Linked DNA regions of Zea mays: region 2 is linked to region 1. Evidence: chromatin contacts called from public Hi-C data. All regions are on one chromosome and are shown on one strand. The core of a region is the stretch at or near the end of the contact, and the rest is flanking DNA. Distances in the headings are between cores, read along the strand shown.

Evidence for each region. Hi-C and Micro-C count contacts between places; a contact is called where the count stands out from the background.
Region 2: a Hi-C map of ear shows a contact between it and region 1, with 1.8 times the contacts expected there. The contact joins the promoter of LOC100274376 here to the promoter of LOC103636608 in region 1. A contact is called at or near these places in 5 of 25 Hi-C or Micro-C datasets (ear, leaf and tassel).

The regions. Positions count from the first base shown.
Region 1 is chr8:179,031,793-179,035,343 of Zm-B73-REFERENCE-NAM-5.0, forward strand. LOC103636608 (protein disulfide-isomerase LQY1, chloroplastic) reads right to left here and starts at 1,834. Exons shown (of 4, transcript XM_008658967.4): 1 at 1,467-1,834; 2 at 1,322-1,358. The coding sequence starts at 1,820.
Region 2 is chr8:179,237,292-179,240,466 of Zm-B73-REFERENCE-NAM-5.0, forward strand. It overlaps LOC100274376, which reads left to right and starts at 1,428. Exons shown (of 9, transcript NM_001148736.1): 1 at 1,428-1,818; 2 at 1,961-2,060. The coding sequence starts at 1,588.

The DNA.
Region 1 (3,551 bases), core at 584-3,083:
CCAATAGTTGAAATGCATTTTCCTCTTTGAATTAAACACAAGTATTGCATAACCAAACAGCTCAATGAGGGGCAGTAAATATGCACGGGCATGCCTATAAAGATAGGATAATGTATCTCTCCGCTGATAAAAAAATGCTGTAATGACATTGCCAGCATCAAGGAAATACAGTTAACCCAGAGTCCCAGACAGTAGCCCCACTCCTACAATGATCTACCATCAGGCCAAATTAACTATTTCTAAGGTCATTTTACCATCCATAAATGTGTAGCCCCACTCCTACAATGATCTCCTATTGATAATTTCCATCAATTTGTAGTGGGCACTGAAATGACTAAGAAAACCACCAAGTGAAGCGCTGACGTCCAATGGAACTATGTAATCATTTAGACATATTATGTTTGCAGAGTAGCAGACTAAACAGAATAACACACAACTTGGGGTCATTCAAAAGTGCAGGTGTGTGTATATATAAGCATGGGTGTGTGACAATTCCCTGATTGGAAGATGGGGCAAAATGAACTTACGATACATATACATTAACATACATTATGGATCAGTCATATACCACAATAACATCCATCCCTTTGTTTTGCTCACATCCCAGATGAGTCAGCACCCATTAGCAACAAGGCACGTACAATTTGCTATAGTTTCAGGCTTTGGACAGCAGGCTAATTTCTAGACTTAGGGCTAGTTTGGGAACCCCATTTTTTTAATGGGTCATTTGGATCCCTTCATTTTAGAGGAATTGGAATTCACTTAATAAAGTAATCTATTTAGCTTGGAATTTGACATTTCATCACTTTCCAAAGTTTTGATATAAGTTTATCTCAAATTTATGGGGTGGATGATAAGAAATGATTTTATGTTTTAGTAGAATTTGTTTCTATTCTGTAACTTACAAGACGATCTTCGACTTACTCCTCTGTAGTAAAAATATAGCGCATAAATATCTCAGACATCTTGCTAATAATAGTATACTGATATATTTTGCATAAAACCAAATTAGTTTGATTGATATATGACTAAATTATTATTATTAGAATGGAATTCAATTCCAATGATCCAAATAGGGCGTAATGGTTTTCTATTTTCCTAAGAGAAATTATTTCATTTTTACTTGAGAAAATAAAAAAACTTTAAAAATAGAGTTACCAAAAAAATAGAGTTACCAAACAGTGTTATTTGTTTGGCATTATAATCTGTCCAGATTATAGATTATGTAATATAATAACTTATTTTGAATTAAGAGGTGCCCTTATCATCTATTCATCTGGACAGAGAAAAAAGAACGCAATGGAGAGGAACTGCAAAATACCATTCCCAGCGCACCTGTCGCACGGCACCGGGTCGCCCTGAAGGAGCACATCAAAGAACATAACAAATCCATAACATAGACCAGCAGACTACAGTGCCATTCATGCATTCTGCAAGAAAAGGAAACCGAAAAAGCCAGAGGAGACCTTGAGGCCGAGGACGAGAGAGAGGGAGACTGCGGATACGACGGCGGCGGCTATGATGATCGTCTGTGTGTCGATGGGCCTGAGCAGGTCGCTGCCGTAGCCGTAAGGGGCCGCGGCAAGGGCCTGCGGCGGCTGAGAGGCGACTCGGAACGTAAGCGGGGCTCCGTAGTGCCGACTTGAGGCGAAGGATGGTGCAGCGGGGGAGGCGGCTGTGCGGCGCAGTGAAGCAGAGGGGCAGGAAGAGGCGGGGCAGAGGAGGGAAGCCATGGGATGGGAGGAAAGCTGGGTGCAAATGCGGTGACGTGGCAGTGATAGGAGGGCGTTGTTCGGATAATTTCTTTCCCTTTCTCTCATTTCAGTTAAGTGTGGCTCCCAACATTTTCTAATATTTACTCCCTCCATCTTTAAATAAATTGATTCTTCCGATCTATACTAGTCAAACTATCTTCAAAATTTTATTAAGTGTTATACAAAATAATAATATCTATGATATAAAATATATATATTATAACAATATATTTTAAAGCATGTCTAATGTAGTAATTTAATGTTATAAAACGATTTTTATAGGCATTCGATCAAAGTTTTAAAAAATAAATTTTATTAATTTATTAAAATATTATAATTTGATAATCAAATTTTAAAATATATGCACAAATAGGACTAAAAGGTGCAAAACTTGAAAATGAAGGTGCAGCAGGAACCATAGTCCTAATCAAACCACCATAGGCCTAATCAAACCACATTAGATCTTACTAACAACTAACATATAACTCTTGTTAATGCTACGTTCTCTAGGAGCGAAGAGATCGATTGCGACAGCGGCACGAGTGATGAGAGGGGAAAGGGGCGTCAGTTTTGTGCGGGAGGGGGAGATTAGGGATAGCGGGATCGCGAGGTGGTGGAGACTAAGTATAGAGATGATCTAAATAATATTGTTGATTAAATTTAAGTAAGTAAAAGAGAGAGAGTTATCTAACTATTATGAACTGTTGGTTTGATGGTGTGTTAAATTTAGATACATTTATTTGGTGGATTTAGTGGAGGTTATAAGTGTGTGATAATTTGGTTGAATAAATTTTACAAAGTTTAAACCGATAAATTATATAGTGGTATGGACTGTATCTTACGGATAATGAAAAGGCCTAACTAAACCACGTTGGATGAGGATGCACATAGGTTTCTTACGGTAAACCAAATAGGCCATAAAATTCTTTGTCGTTTAGATAAAAATTAGAATAGTTAATAAAACAAAGATAAAAGTTAGGACATGGAAGGAAAAGTGCAATATGAAAGAGAAGACAAATAAAACATCTGTGGCGTTTGGATAAAAGTTAAAAAACGGAAAAAAAATGCAATAGCAAAGAGAAGAGGGGATATAGTGTAGAGGTATAGCCAATATATGTTATGTCAGTATACGAGAATATTAATAGACTTTTAGGGTACAAGACTATTAGCAGTGGTTTATATACTAGAGGGTTGGCATGTTAGAGAAGAAAGACTTATCCTAGTTACTATCATCTGATGGTGTTCCATCCATGTATGTGTGGAAATCAGATCATATGTGAACTTGATCATGCTTCTGGTATATATATAAGAATGTATGGCTACTTCTATTATATCATCATATTTTTTTCTATTGTACCGTGCGTCTAGTGTAGAGATGTCAATAGAGGAATTCCCAATCGGGAAATGGCACTCCATCCCCGTCTCCATGAGGAGAAAAAAAAATCCCCATCCCCATCCTCATAAATGTTCATAGGTGATCTTTTTCTCTCATCTCTATCCCCGCATAGAGATTTAGGAAGCCATCCCTATTATGAAATACAATATTTGAAGACAATTAAAAATTGATTATATCAAATCAATATAAATTGATTTAAAATAACAAGAGACATCTATTTTAAAGCTTAGTTGGCTAATTATACTAAACAACGTGTTGAGTTTTTTTTTGTAGAATTTAACATTCCAATGGACTAATTTAGAACAAGAGAAGTCCACGGTACAAATACATAGGGAATGTGCATGGGGTGATTGTCCATCCTCGTCCTCACGAACCCGATGGAGACTAGATTTTCTCTGTTT
Region 2 (3,175 bases), core at 178-2,677, 210 kb after region 1:
ACCGAAGCGGTCCGGTGCCAGCCTAGATGGAAGGTCCAAATCAACATCCTAGAGATAGCGACACTGGTGGAGGTCTGGTGCTCCCTCGTAGAGTAGAATTTCAACAATTCTTCCAATGACTCTATTGGCTATTTGGGGCTATAAATATCTCCTTCAGCCATGTCGAGTACCTAAGCATCCCTAGAGCAAAGGAACACTCCTATACACTTGCACACATTTGGTTCATTCTAGAGAGATCTGAGCACTCATTTGTGTAAAACTAGACATCCTAGCAATTGTGTGCTCCTGAGATCTGTTTTTTGATGTTGTGTGATGCATTCATACTTTTATTAGGCCTTATGGGGTATTTAGATTCTCCAACTCTATGTCATATCAAATATTTTGAATAATAGTTAGAAATATTAAATATAGTCTAATTATAAAACTAACTACACGGATGAATACAAATACATTAAACCTAATTAGTCAATGATTTTCTCATGTGATACTACAGTAAATATTTACTAATTATTAATTAATTACGTTTAATAAATTTGTCTTATCATTTAGTCTTCGTCTATATACTTAGTTTTATAATTATATTATATTTAATATTAATAATATTATTTTAAACATTCGATGCGACATTAGTATTAGCTAGACTGGAGGTAATATCACTATAGTTCCATTATTTATTAACGTCATATCAGCATGGCAAGTTAGTGACATGCTCACGCATCCTCACTCCGCTACCGTACCGCTGCTAGCTACAAAAAAGCCTACAATGCGTCAATGCGGCCGCCGCGATTCCGCGAATGGCAGGCTACCGCAACGCCTCGTTGCCTGCCGCACACGTCCAATGATTCAAGTGGATCGACAACCGGACAAGCCCGGGCACGTGTCCGGACAGCACGCTGGGAGGTGGCTCCGCTCCACCACTGTTCTTCAGCTTGGTCCGGGCCCTCTGTTTGTATAGGGTCAATCTGTCTTAATGGTTGACCAAGTCAATCAACAGCAGTGGGCTAGAGCCTACTACTACAACTGACTTGGTCGGGCCACTGAACAAATCACGCCCGAACCAGCCAGCTTTTAGTGAAAAATCCAACATAATATATGTCAGTTTTTTCGCTTGGTTTTAATCTATATCAGCTTTAGCATTTTGTCTCTATAAACTAGAGGTACAACTAACTTTAATCTAAAGCGAACAATTATCAATGATGGAACCACTGTAACATCCTTTGGAACGTAAGAATTTTATAGAAATTATATAAAAATTTCACAAAATCAGTTTATTTTCTCATGAAAACATAGGAACAGGAAAAAAAATCCCACGTTCTAAAAGGAGGCCTATACTATGTCGTAAACACAATTGCCATTTCTCACCCTTCACCTTGATTCATCATTCACGCCAGTACGCCACGCCTCCGCGTTCCACGTTCCTTCTCGTCTCTACGTCACCGTAACCTCCTCCACCCATCCCCGTTCTCACGCGGCTCGCTCAGGGCTCGAGCGTCTCCCCATCGGAACCCTAATCCTCTCTTTCCCTACTCGCGGAAGCCAACTCCACCGGCAGGGGAAGCGGAAGGGAAGCACCTCGGCCCCGGCAAGATGGTGCTCGCACAGCTGGGCGGGAGCATCTCCCGCGCCCTGGCGCAGATGAGCAACGCCACGGTGATCGATGAGAAGGTGCTCAACGAGTGCCTCAACGAGATCTCGCGCGCGCTCCTACAGGCCGATGTCCAGTTCAAGATGGTCCGCGACATGCAGGCTAACATCAAGCGCATCGTCAACCTCGAGGCGCTTGCCGCAGGCACCAACAAGCGCCGCATCATGCAGCAGGTAAGGGGCGTACTCGTTTGTCGCCTCATCTGCCCAATCCGCGCCCAATTCGTCAAGAGCTTCGAGGGATTTCTGTGTAATTCGGGGTTAACCTGTGCATCTCGTTGATTGCGTTAATTGATATCAGTTTTTGTTGCTGTAGGCTGTCTTCACGGAACTCTGCACCATGTTAGATCCCGGGAAGCCTTCTTTCACTCCCAAAAAGGGCAAGCCAAGCGTAGTCATGTTCGTTGGTCTGCAAGGTCAGTCTTCGTGTCGCTACATTATGTCTGATGCTATGGTAGTTGCACGTTTGCTCGTGTGACGTTTGGCAAATGGTTTTATTTGTTCAAGAAGATCATGAGTTGTTAAAACTTGTTTTTATTACGATCTAGCATAATTAGATTGTTTTGGACTTTGTGGATTCGTTTTTTTACAATAAACTGGCCACTGTCCTGCACCGATATTAATTTAAATGAAACCGTTCAAATCATTTTACAGCTCATAATGATGTCGACAGTGAGATTAGTTACCTCCAGTAATCCAACTCATAAACTTCAATTACTTAACCTCTTACATATATTAGTATTTTTTTCTTGAAGACACAAGAGAGCTGCGCATAATTATATTATAAGAAAGAAAAAAGGATGAAGGGGCATTACAAACAAACAAACCACACACACCCAGATCAGTGTGCCTTTGTACAAAGAGAACACCACGACCAAATCTCAAACTACACTTGGTACAAGCCACAAGGGCTGTGAGGTAAGAAATTCCTTGAAGCCAGCCAGCATTCATAGATGAATCTCCCTACTAGCAAGTAACAAAGCTCTTGCGATGTTTGGAGATGCCCCATGGGACACACACTGATTACGGTGACACAAGTCCAATCACCAAGAATGACGAGGGTTAATTACATTGTTAATTCCCCAGTTTTGCTCATGCTTGTGTGGGGTTCATACTGTATCAAGGTCGTAAATGCCTGATGGCTACTCCCGATAGGGCCAACATACTTAGAAAATTGCACACTTTGTTATCTAATTATTGATTCTGTTATCCTATATTGGGTAATGTTTTTTGTCCAGCAAGTTTTTTCTGTAAGTTGTATTTTTTGAATGTTTTTTGCTTTCTAGAATATAGCATAGATAGTTCATTACTTATAAGAAGTTACGTGCACATCTCTTTTTAATATTAGACAATTTCTTTGAGTACACACCTAAAATCCAGGGTTTAGTTGAACATATGGGCTGTTTGAATTTTGAAAAACAGAAAGATGGATGCTACGGATCTATGTGTGAGATATAATGATAAAGCATCACATATCTTTATTTTCTCTAAAGCTTCATTGCACAGCAAGTGGTGCTGGGAGCATATCTCA